Linked DNA regions of Sus scrofa: region 2 is linked to region 1. Evidence: chromatin contacts called from public Hi-C data. All regions are on one chromosome and are shown on one strand. The core of a region is the stretch at or near the end of the contact, and the rest is flanking DNA. Distances in the headings are between cores, read along the strand shown. Region 1 overlaps MKLN1 (muskelin). Region 2 holds the start of MKLN1 (muskelin).

What was found. A called contact is a pair of places that touch in the nucleus more often than the background predicts.
Region 2: a contact with region 1 is called in a Hi-C map of liver, with 5 times the contacts expected there. The contact joins the promoter of MKLN1 here to the enhancer-like site in region 1. A contact is called at or near these places in 2 of 5 promoter capture datasets (both in liver), 11 of 47 Hi-C or Micro-C datasets (alveolar macrophages, blood, embryonic fibroblasts and 4 more) and 1 of 2 datasets of contacts at active chromatin or transcription factors (alveolar macrophages).

What each region holds. Positions count from the first base shown.
Region 1 is chr18:17,740,689-17,744,019 of Sscrofa11.1, forward strand. The region is part of intron 2 of MKLN1 (muskelin); the gene reads right to left. LOC106506781 (a long non-coding RNA gene) reads left to right here. Exons shown (of 12, transcript XR_002340361.1): 5 at 1-87. Among named protein-coding and RNA genes, the nearest start is that of MKLN1, 90 kb to the right of the region's middle. Within about 2 kb of position 1,918, at least 20 of the 83 cell types and tissues checked have an H3K27ac peak or open chromatin away from gene starts, as enhancers often do. A contact at or near this core is called in liver, where this site is marked.
Region 2 is chr18:17,830,645-17,833,984 of Sscrofa11.1, forward strand. It overlaps MKLN1 (muskelin), which reads right to left and starts at 1,875. Exons shown (of 19, transcript XM_021078931.1): 1 at 1,740-1,875. It overlaps LOC106506781 (a long non-coding RNA gene), which reads left to right. Exons shown (of 12, transcript XR_002340361.1): 8 at 3,130-3,340.

The DNA of each region.
Region 1 (3,331 bases), core at 668-3,167:
GTGAGGATGACCCTCCGCATGGGAAAGGAACTCGGCAACAAGCAGAACAGGTGCCTCATCATCGTCCCATCACTGGGATCGCTTCAGGTGACCGATAGATCCATCCAATCCTACTTAGAAGATAAGCCTTTGAAAAACTTGCAAGTGCAAATGAGAAGAAACTGCCGTGTCAAGGAAGGCTGTGTTAGCAATGGGAAAATGTGGCCCATATATGTTAAATTGATTATAATGTTCATGTTCCAGAGTAAAACGTTGCAGCATTTAAAAAGTTGTAACCTAAGGATAAGACAGAACTGTGTTGGGTTCTTTACTTGTATGATCTCATTTTAAGTCTCACAAAGAGATCTTTTTTCTTTTTCGGCTGCCCTATGGCATATGGAGTTCCCGGGCCAGGGAGCAGATTGGAGCCACAGTTTCGACCTAAGCCTCGCCTAGGGCAACACTGGATCCCTAACCCACCGCACAGGGCAGGGGATGGAACCTGTGTCCCAGGGCTCCCAAGACACCGCCAATCCCATTGCACCACAGCGGGAACTCCTCACAAAAGAGATCTTACTGTCTTCATTTTTTCAAAGCGAGTGAGGCTTGGAACAAATAAAAAATGGGGACACCACCTTAGTACTAATACTCAGCGGAGCTTAAATTAGAACCCAAATCTGTCTGACTCCAGAATCCTTTCTTCACTACCGTTGGTTCCTCTCAAGAGCAATTTTTTAAATATTGACATTAAGTTTTCAGAAAGGTTGAAAAATTGATTGATTGTGAAAGATTGATTATGAAAAATTGATGATGTGTTGAGCACTGACAATGGGCCATGCAGGAGGCAGGGCAGTGTGGGGGATGTAATAAACCATCCTCCACTTAAGAGCTGAGTAGCTAGAGCAGGAAGCTGACAGATCAACATGGGCTGAGCAATAAGGCCTCCTATGAGGGGCTGCGTGAGCACTGCGGGAAGGAGTGTTGGTTCTGGTTGTGCATGGAGGACACGGAATGTTCCATGGAACAGAGGAAGATGGCACTTTGAGGAGGCTGGGGAGGGCTCTGCAGCACTGGGACATTGCAGAGTAAGGAAGGAGCAGGGAGCAGGGTAGAAAGTTCAGTGAGGTCAGGGTACGACTGGAATAGTGGAGGGTGAAAGTAGGTTGGAGCCAGACCATGGAAGGCTTTGAATAGGAGCCTGAACTTGAAATGAGGAGTTATTAAACGTTTTTGAGTAGAAGTCAAGGATCCAACCAATCCTTGACTAAAACATCCGAAAGTATCACTGAATCCATCCTGACACCAAATCACAAGTACACAAAGCACATAAAGCAGAAACACTTAGAAAATCAATAGTCTTGATAAAGATGCAACAAAATAGCCTATTTACCTCTGAGGAAAGAGCAAATGAAGGGATATATGCCTGGATCACTGGCTCAAACCCCCCCTGCCCTCTTTCTTCTGCATTGGCCAAGAATGGTCCCATTCTCCTGATGCATGCATAAGACTACCTCATGAACAAAAAGACTTGGGGCAACAAATACAACTCTCCTTCTTCCCCCACAAAGAAAAAATTCCAGCAAAGAAATGAAAATTCCCTTCATTTCCTCCCTTTCTTCAGAAGCCAGTTCGTGAAGATTGCTTAACTCTCCTATCACCTCAGGACACCAGACAAACAGCCTAGAATGGGAACTGGATCCTGATGGCTTAATTGAGTTAAAAGGAAAAGAGTAGATCATCTAAAAGCCTCTCAATGGTTTCAAAGTGCCTCTCCCGTCTCTGAAAGCCCAGTGGCGGTTCTCAGTTCCTCAGTTAGGGAGGAGCTGAATGAATTTCCTAGCACAGAATTCAAAAGCACTGGAAGTCAGCAGTTCTGAAAGACTGCAGAAAGGTCTTGTTTACATTTTTCTCTTGGGCTGAAACCCATCTATTTAAACTTTAACCAGAGGCAATTATAAAACCGTGGTGAGCCAGAGATGGCAGTCTGCACAAGACGGAGAGACAGATGCCAACAGTCTGGCATTGAAGGAGGAAGAGAGGGAATATTTTGAGAACGGAGTCAAGGAAGAACTACAAAGAAGGTTTTGGAAATAAAAAGTGTCACCTAGGCAGCTGTTCTTCAGAATAGGGGGAGAAACGGGGGTGGGGGGGAGACAGCAGGAGGGGTGGGCAGGGAAGACAGCTTAGGCCTCTGCCAGCTGAGGTGGGTAGAGCTGAGGCCATCACCATCCTACCAGTTCACAAGTCCCGTCCTGTAAGAGCTTACTGCTGTAGCCCCTGCTCTTTACACCTTTTTTTTCCCTCTTGGGTCAAAGTGCCTTAACCCAGAGAGTCAGCGACCCTGAGAGGACTGCCTGGAGCAGACACACCCTCTGCCAGGACACAGGCCCTCTTCCCCGAAAGCCAAGCCTCCTCTTCGATTCAGGTTTTCCTGGCAAAGTCCCACCTTGGAGCTGATGAGTAGTCCAGTGACGTCAGAGGAAATACCCCATTTGACAAAGGACCCTGCTATAGTTGCCAGTAAACTGAGCTTATTAGCATGTCCTGATCTGGGTCTTAGGATTTGATGAGTCCTAAAAATAAACTCAGAGAGAAATAGCTGTTGCACCAAAGTGAATGTTTTTACTCTGGATCTGAGAATGTCTGTGGACCTGACATTGACAATACGGCCAGTTTTATTTATTTATTTTTAAATTTATTTTTTGTCCTTAGGGCCACGCCTGTGGCATGTGGCAATTCCCAGGCTAGGGATCTAATCTGAGCTGCAGCTGCTGGCCTACGCCACAGCCACAGCAACACAGGATCCTAGCTGTGTCTGTGACCTACACTGAAGCTCATGGCAAGGCTGGATCCTTAACCCACTGAGCGAGGCCAGGGATCCAACCTGTGTCCTTGTGGATGCTAGTCAGATTTGTTTCCACTGGGCTACAACGGCAACTCCTGGGCCAGTTTTAGATGCATACACAAATGTGGGGAGGTCTACAATCTCCTACCAATCTCTTGGTGTAAATGAGACAGAAATTCTACCCCTAGATATTCACTCCTTTGAGTTTCTTAACTTTTTGGTTTTGAATGCCCTTATTAAGATGCAAATGCAGTACTGAGAGGATAGCCCTTGCCTGAGAAGGAATCACCTAATTTCTTAGGAGGAATTTGTGTTCTGTCAATTCCAGCCAAATTAGCACTAGGGCTCTGTGGGGGAAAGATCCAGGACAGGCATCCTGGAGATGGAGAATGGGCAGAGGCCTTGGAAATTATGAGTAGGGAAGCCGGCAGGAGTCATGAAAGAGGCCAGAGACAAGAAGATCCGCCCCTCAACATAAGTCAGAGTTCGTGTAAGCAGCTGAAAGCC
Region 2 (3,340 bases), core at 625-3,124, 90 kb after region 1:
TTAATCCAGGGACACGGGAGAAATGGTAAAAGAGACAATTAGTACAAAGAAATGGGCTCCTATTTGTCGTGTAGCCTTGTAATCACATTCTGTTCTCTGAGCGCCCCAATGCTAACCCAAGCTTATTTGTGCTTCTGGGGCCTGGATTCTATTCAATTCTATGCCATATTTAGTCTAAATGATTTCCCCAGCTTCAGTGTGTATTTTTTGAGCTTCATTTTAGAAATATCCTACTTAAATCTCCTTTCAACTTGAGTTTGTTTTAGTTCTAAGGCTCAGGAATGAAGATTCTGGGTAAGAGAAATAAAGATGATGAGTTTTTCTAGGCTTTACATTTCAAGAATGGCTTTCTCAAATAGCCACTGGCAGTCTGCTTTATTCCTCAAATGATGACGTTTTCCATGGGAATTAGAATTTAATTGGGATAATTTGTTTTCACAGAAAGCACAGATTTTCTTTCCAAGAGGATCGGTTTGATAATGTTTTACCAGCTAGTGCTATGAGACCAAATATAAACCGGTTCTGAGAAACAGGAAGTGAACCTGACTGGTCTAGTCTGTGTGTCCCTAGCAGTGACGCACATTCAGAAATCAAATTAGGAAAACAAGATATGTGGGTGTGAGGCAATCGATAATAATCCAGGATGCTACAACACAAGCGAGAACGCCTTTAACCAAATGCCATTCATTTTAATAACACCCTGAGAAGTTTGATTTCCACATAACATGCTAGTGATTAGAGAGCAGGATGAGCTTGAGTTCCCTAGCAACAGCATGTGCTTTTGAGACAGTCATTAGCCTTTCAGTTAATCCCGCCAACCCCTTACTGCTAATGTATGACTGACGAAGAAAAAAAAAAAAATGATGTTACAGAAAGTGCTTTGAAATTTCCAGGAGCAAAATGGAAAAGAATAATAATTTTTTAAAAAGTTGTCCTGAGAATTGCATTCAGGTAAAGAGGTAATGTTCCTCCAGCCTGCCTCTGTGGTCACTGTTCTCAGTTCCATGTTTCTGACTCCCCTCCCGGGAAAGGGCTAAAAGGCAGCAGAGGTGAAATTGTTCAGAGTTTAAGGCAGTCCCTTCATGGTCTGAAAGTGGGGGTCAATGGTGGGGCGGGCAGTTTGTGTAGGGTGGATGCCCAGAGAGGGCAGGGTGGGAGGGAACGCAAGGCAGAGTTTTCTTTCTCCTTTAAGTATAATCAATTACTCTGGTTGAAGAAGCTTGGGGAAGGAGAGTGGTAAAGAGAATGAAGCTATTTTTTCTATTGATTGTTTAATTGCACCAGAGGCTGTTTGTCCAAGGCCACTGGCCAAGACCATTATTTTCGTGGCTAAAGTGAGGTTGGGCAGGTTTCCATCCCCTTCCCTAGTTTTAAACAAGACAACCCATAAAGCTCAGCCAGGCTATAGGAATATGTGTATGTTGACTTTTGCTACTCAGCTGTACCCTAAAGCGCCAGGGCTGATGGGCTGGTGGTTCTCAAACCCTGAATCATTCATTGCCTCTAGCTCAGTCCTTGGTTCAGGATGCACAACTCCGTGAAGCCTGGGTCCACTGCAGGGTATTATTTGAATGGTAACTATTGCTGCTGGTCATCCTTATTACAGCCCGGGTTCCTTTCAGCTGGACACTGGGCTCCTTCAGTTTGGCTGGGGTGATTTCTAGTTCTCCCCGTTTCCCCACCTAACCCCCCCTTGCGCGCTCCCTTCCCAAGGCGACCACCTGCGCCACCCCACTTACCATCTGCCCCGCGGGGAGGGCCCCCCGGGGTAGCGGAGCCCTCCCTGCTCCCGGGCGGCTCAGGGGGAACTCGGTGTTTGCCTCCAGCCCTTCGCTACCGGAGAGATCAGGTTCCTCCCCTCCTCCCCCTCCTGCTCCGGCCGCCGCCGCCTCCTTCTTGCATGACACAGCAGAACCGCAGCTGCTGCAGCAAGTCCCAGCCATCCGCCCAGGAAGCGCCGCAACCGGGACTTGGGAGGGGCGGAGGGGGAACCAGGCAGGGGCCACCGTCGAAGGGGATTCTTGCCCCCACTTTGCACCATACACTCTTTTCCCAGCCCAGGGCCACAGGAACAAAATCAGGCTAAAGCCTATCAGGCCAAGCCCTTGAGGAATGCTGGGGTTCGGCGTCAGAAGGGATGGGACCTGAGAGAAGGGTGTGAAGGAGACCCCTGTAGAGGCAGGACATTGCGGGGAAAGAAGGGCAAGAAGAGGCCGAGAAGTCGAGGGCCAGACTGTGAAGGAGAATAAAGGAGGTCAAAGAGAGGTAAGGAGGTAGAGTTGCTGAGAAGGGAGACCTAACTGGGAAGGGGAGGAGGGGACCTGCTGGGGAAGGAGGACTGGGAGGCAGAATGTGGGGAGGCCTGAACTAAGTATCCAGGCAGTGCGGGTCTGAATTGGGAGGCAAAAACAGAAAAGGGGAAAGGGATGGAAGAATTAGGCATTCCATAGGGAGGGAAATATTGGGGGACACATTAAGGGATCAGAGGGAATGTAGTGGAGATCATGCATCATGGCTGATGAGGAAAACTGATGAGGTAGGAAGAGTCAGGGCAAAGCCCAAAGAGAGGATGCTCTTCCATCTCACTCTTCCGTTTCCTGTGAAGTTTCTTTTTATTCTGCCAATCCAACAGGGAATTGTCCTTATAAATGGAAAAGCATGAACTAAAACATAGAAAGAGCTGTTTGGCTTACATTTCCAGGATAAAATCCCAGGGTCCACACAAACTTTCAGGCAGAGATTTGGGATTGGGGGTTGTGATTCAATAACAGGAAGGCACTCAAAACGATGTTACAGTCTCCACACATAACTGGACTTGGTTGGGTCAAAGTGTTTGTTACATGCTTCAGTTAAATGCTAGAAATGACGACAAAGTTTTTGGTCAAAATATCATATAAAGGCATACACTTTTCTCTCTCTACACACACATATGTAAATCCATATGTAATTTCTAGTGTCTACTAGCATGGTCATTATGATTAGAGGAAAATGTGTTGTTCTGATTATTTGATTTCCCACCAAACCCATATACGCATGTTACAGCAGATCAGCTGCTTCTCACCATTTGAAAGAATGTGGTCAGAAAAGTAACACAAAAACTGCCACTATGGTTTTGTCTGTACCTTCCAGGTCGTATCTTCGTACCTCACTTCCTGACACAAACAAGTTTTTACTGTTGTCAGCAACAAAGCCCTAATATAGCTGTGGAAGAGAAGAACTGCATTGCATTTGCCTCCTGCAAGCATCATCAACACGGTTACCAGAGGAATTTAATTCCAGAAAAGCTTTAAAGCTGGTGTGATGGTAATTACGTATCAAATGCCTGATTCTATTTTTGTTA